Linked DNA regions of Capsicum annuum: region 2 is linked to region 1. A link is a contact called in public Hi-C data. All regions are on one chromosome and are shown on one strand. The core of a region is the stretch at or near the end of the contact, and the rest is flanking DNA. Distances in the headings are between cores, read along the strand shown.

Region 1 (2,882 bases), core at 132-2,631:
CCTTATGTAAACACGGTGACGGTCTAACCAACCCAACATCCTGATAATTATCATAGATAAATTACTTTTACGCTTTATCATCAATCAATGCAACCCTCCTCTTTTCTCCGTACTTATGACCACGTACAGTTTGCAAAACACATATATCACTAACTTACAAATCCAAAAGTACAATTTTTACACACCCTTCTGCTTCCTCTCCCTCCAACTCTTTACTTTATCTTACTTTTCATCAAAATCCTGAGCTAGGGTACAAATGTCTGGATAAGTTCTATTTCTATTTCACAAGGCAATCCACATTGACGCAATGAAAGTGAAGGACCCACGACAATAATAGAACGTCCTGAATGATTGAACTGCACTGTAACATAGAAGAGAGAAATCCTGAACCCCCCCCCAAATCATGCCTTTAAAGAGTCAATTCATGAGGAAAAGTCCTACACAATTTTTTTTAATCAATCAAATGGATCATATAAGTTGGATCGGCAAAAAATCACACCATATACATAAGATAATTTTCTTGCTTGAGGCAGATTTTAAAACACAAATAGTGGTTTACTATATATATAGATTTTGAATCCCCTGAACATAAGGTTCAAAATTCACTTTGAGATTTCAAGTTCAAATCCAAAGTACGAGATATTTGTTTTTCAAACCCCCTTAGCTAAAATACTGGATCCGCCACTATCCAAACCCAATCAACAAAATTAACATAACCCCTAAACACTAAAAAGTAACAGTTTTAAAAACACAACAAAATCCAAATACCATACAACTCATCAGCTAATTTCACCACCATCACAAACCAAATCAGCTCAAAAAAAAGAAAGTCAAACAAACAAAACCACACCTTCCTCACAGCCAACCTCTGCAATTTCGGAACTTCCTCAAGTAACCTCGCTTTAGTCCTCCGTATCTCTGCATTGATCGCCACAACAGATGCCCTATTCTTCTCATTAGCAGCCGTTTCCGCTTTCTGTAACCCCAAAAACACATCATCAAATTCTCAATTTTCCAAAACTAAACCCTAAACACTCACACACAAAATCTCGTACCTGAAGAGCAGATTCGATGTCCGATTCTACGGAAGAGTAGAGACGAGCGAAAGCATCGTCGCCGGCAACATTGGAGTCTTTTTGTTTGTCAATGTCATACTTATCATACTTCTTACATATTGAATCAACGCGAGTTAGGATATCAATTACACTCATTTTGAATTGAGTCTTCTTGTTTCACTCTAAAGATTCGAATTGGATCGATCAGGGAATAGTAATACAGAAAGACGAATTATACTTTGTAGACGGAGAAACCACTCTTCTTCATATGACAGACTGGAGGTTATTTAAAAAATAAAAATAGAGGGGTTTATTTGGGTTTATAATAATTATTTTCTATACTGTCATTTAATATTAAAAATAAATTATAAACTAATTTTAATACTTTTAATCACACGTGTTTAGCAAGTGTAACGCTAATCTATATCTATATCTATATATCTATATATATATATATATATAATATAATTATAATTATAATAAATTAAAAATGTGAATGAACTTTAGAAAAGTGATTTAAACTTTTTGCCCTTCATTAAAAGTTCATACTTTAGACAAAATCGTCTTTTCACTTTTTTTCCTCAAATTATTATTTAATTATATTTGTGATATTGAATCCTAAAATATATGGAATTAAAACTTTAACAAATATAATAAGACTATTTTTAAAGTAGGAATCCTAAAATATAGGATAAGTATTACATTGAATCTTTTCAAATAAAAAATAAAAAAAATAAGTTGTACACTATTTTTGCAAACTTTATGGAAAATAATGTTTATATAAATTAAGTGTTATATCATATTACTACTATTAGAATATTTTTGTGGTACGTGAGTATTGAGTATATATCATCAGTGTACTACTTATATCAGATTTGAGATCTTTATTATTTAAGTATTATATTATATTACTATTGTTAGAATATTTTTGTAATGCGTGACTTATATAGTAAAAAACAAAACACTAGCATAAATAGTTTGATACCATAATTAATTTTTAAATAATTTGCATAAAATAAAAAAATCACACTAATATAAATAATTTAATACTATAATATTTAACACTTCTGAATGAATTAGAATTTTACCTTATATGAATAACATTTTTATAAATATTGAGATGAACGTTAAATTAGAGAACAAACAGATTTGCCTATTGGGAGAATATAATTGATGCTCATCTAACTTGATTCGATTTCATGTCTAGATTGACGCATGCTTGATTTTTCAATCCTCAACTTTTTTACTGTTTTGATCAGTATAATAGAATTCAACATGTGTGTATATATATATATATATATATTTTCTTTGTTTTCATTCAAAATCATTCTTTACAGTCAAAATTTTCGCTCAGATAAGAATTAATTTGATCAAAATCGAACATTTGTGATTATACTATCATATTATTTTTTTTATAATTTACAGATCATAGATGAATGTCGGCCGACTTTGAAGAATTTCTTGTGTAAAGGTTAAATTTAATTGTATTGTGTTGATATCTTTATTATTTTATTATTTTATTTTAATTTACAGATACTAGATGAATGTGAGTCGGCTTTGAATTTTTTTTTAGGTAAAGGTTAGGTTTAATTGTATTATCATGATATCTCTATTAGTGTGTTATTTTGTGGTAGTTTACAGTTCGTAGATGAATCTCGATAGGCTTTGAGAATTTTTTGTGTGTAAAATTTAAGTTTAAAAAAAAATTGTATTGTTTTGATATCACTTTTATCGTATTGTTTTGTTGCAGTTTACAAGTGATAGATCAATGTTAGTCGGCTTTGAAGAATTTTTTTATGTAAAGGGTAGGTTTAGTTGTATTATTTT
Region 2 (2,700 bases), core at 102-2,601, 51 kb before region 1:
AACTTTTGTATATCTGTCTTTGTTAGGATACTTGGGGACGACCACAGAAGCTCGTTTCATTTCATCTTGATTCCGGTATATCAGGGTCTTTGTGTGTTCGTAAGATGGTTGACAATACTTATTCTAAAGAAGTTACCCCAATGAAGAGGTCCTTTGAAGAAGATAAAGAGACCGTGGAGGAGTCAAAGAAACCGAGGACAGATTACCAATGTACAGAGATCAAGGAGTTCAGTGCAGGTTGTAATCAGTGTGAAACGCATTCGAAGGAGATTGAGAGACTAAAGAAAGAACTAAGCCACAGAGACGAAGAAATCTCCAGCTTGAACAGACTCATTGTTAACCTTGTGAGAAAACATGCATTATAACTCTTTCGATAGATTTATGGGCAACACCCCCTATTGGAAAACAGACGGGAGTACCATTTCGACACCAAAGGCCTATGCTTTACCTTCATGAAGGTCAAAGATCAGCTTTGTTTAATAGCTTTTGTTTACGCTGTTTCGTTTAGACTGCAGCAAAGAAAAGGGTAAGTTGAAAGAAGAATTTCCCTCATTGTTAATAGGGTAACCGCAATTGCAGCATTGTTAATATAACAGCAAATTACATTAGTTTAATTACCCGCATGGTCCCCCGGACAGATGTTTAATTTCGCTGATCTCTTAAGAGTATTGGACTATTGGTTTAGGGCATGGACATATTACTATTAGATGCAGAAAGACTACTCCCTCCCAACCTTTTTATTTTGACCCGTCTTGACTTAGCACTTTTTTTATAAAAAGTATTTATAGTAGAAATTATGCTTTAAAAGTTTAGGATCTGTTTGGTCATATGATATGAAATCAAACTGATATGAAGTTGATGTTATGCAGTTGGATTTTGTTAAGTTGTATTTATATTTTCAAAATGAATTAATTGTAACAGTAAAGCGGGAAAAAGGTAGTCCAGATGCCGGTCCACTCGGTCAGTTCATATCCCGTGTGGTCTGTTTCTGACCGGTCTGCTTCAGCGTTGAAAGGTTATTTGGTTAGAAAAGATACAAAGAGAATCATGTCAATAGAAGAGAGAGGTAGGTGAAATTGAGAGAAAGCTATTAAGCAGAAAAACAGCGTAACTGTTTCTTAGAATCTGTGATCAATGTAATTTTTCTGTTCCTGGTGGGAGGAGGCAAGTATACCATGGAATTACTCGAGGCGTGCAAGCAATTATCAAAAGAAAGTTCAAATTTGTAGTTATAACTTGTTACAAATATAGTTAATCTTTTTTTTTTCCTTCAGGTTCTACTCACAATTCAAATCAAGATTCCCAAATGGATGGATGCTCCAGTAGTTGTGACATTGAAGCATGGGAGTACGTAACAACCTGAAGATCCCAAGCTCGAATACCAGCTATAATTAACAGCCAATTTGCTCTAACCCTTGGTGGGGGGTTACCTTGGCATCATAGTCGAGATACGTGTAAGCTTGGAGTTCAGCTACGGTTAAAAAGTTGACATTGTGGTAGTTCAGAGACCGGTTTGTTCAACTTTTGAGCGCTATCAATGTCCGGCAGATTACTCATTTCTTTCACCTGAAGAAGTTAGTTATTGGTTTTAGTCCTTCTCTTATCGTCTATTCAGAGGTTCCATCTCTAGAAAACATGTCTTAAATGAGGTGTCCTGCGACAATATATAATATTTGTAGTCACACAAGTTAGGTTGTTCGGACTCTTAAAAAATATCGTTGTACTCATTAATTTTGGACACTTCGAACAAGGGTCACAAGCATCAGCTTATATGTTTAGAGATGAACTGTGGAATTTTCATTTGTATGATTGGGAGTTCTATTGTAAAACTAAACCTCTGTTACTACGACTTACATACATGAGAACATGACTGATTCATATTTATTTTATTTTATTTTAAGTTATTTTATTTCTTACTTTTTTTGGTCTCATCTCAATGATCTACAACTACAGCGTGCCTAGATAACACTTGATCACGTTCAAAAGTGATTGGATGTCACAATTGATGTATCTAAATTGTTTTACAATGTTTGAATGGTGTTAATTGGCATATTTTTATTTAATTTAATTTCTCTTTTTTTTTGTCATTATTTTAAACTGCTCATATGTTTAGAGATGAACTGTGGAATTTTCATATGTATGATTGGGAGTTCTATTGTAAAACTAAATCTCTATTGAATGATGTTTATTTTATTTCTTATTTTTGTAACTCCATCTTACTTGTCAATAGATCTATGATGATATCTTGCATATATTATAGATAAATATTTTCATTTATACCAGACTATATTAATAGTCATGTATCGATCAATTGAGTCTATTTTCAAAGGAGATACAATAACAATAACAATAACATACCCAGTATATTCCCTTCAAGTGGGGTCTGGAGAGGGTAAGTGTACGCAGTTCATACCACTACCTCAAATGTGAGATAGAAAGGCTGTTTTCGATAGACCTCTGGCTCAAAATAAAGCAATCTAAGATAAGATACGGAATAGTAATAAAACAAGATACAATAGCAATTAACATATTCAATAACATCTAAAGCAAGATACTTCAAGTATACACCAAAACATACAACATACTATCTAAGACTAACCCTCTACTCTAATTCGCCTCCTCCACAACTTCATATCCAGGGCCATGTCCTCGGTAAGCTGAAGTTGCTCCATGTCATGTCTAATTACCTCCCTCCAATAT

The links. Hi-C and Micro-C count contacts between places; a contact is called where the count stands out from the background.
Region 2: a contact with region 1 is called in a Hi-C map of leaf, with 2.5 times the contacts expected there. The contact joins the enhancer-like site here to the promoter of LOC107843548 in region 1. A contact is called at or near these places in 4 of 5 Hi-C or Micro-C datasets (leaf, pericarp and placenta).

What each region holds. Positions count from the first base shown.
Region 1 is chr10:202,849,237-202,852,118 of UCD10Xv1.1, reverse strand. LOC107843548 (syntaxin-71) reads right to left here and starts at 1,381. Exons shown (of 9, transcript XM_016687862.2): 1 at 1,056-1,381; 2 at 851-976. The coding sequence starts at 1,211.
Region 2 is chr10:202,900,127-202,902,826 of UCD10Xv1.1, reverse strand. It overlaps LOC107843545 (small RNA degrading nuclease 3), which reads left to right. Exons shown (of 14, transcript XM_047397203.1): 14 at 27-743. The coding sequence ends at 365. Among protein-coding and RNA genes, the nearest start is that of LOC107843546, 23 kb to the right of the region's middle. Within about 2 kb of position 1,351, at least 3 of the 5 cell types and tissues checked have an H3K27ac peak or open chromatin away from gene starts, as enhancers often do. A contact at or near this core is called in leaf, where this site is marked.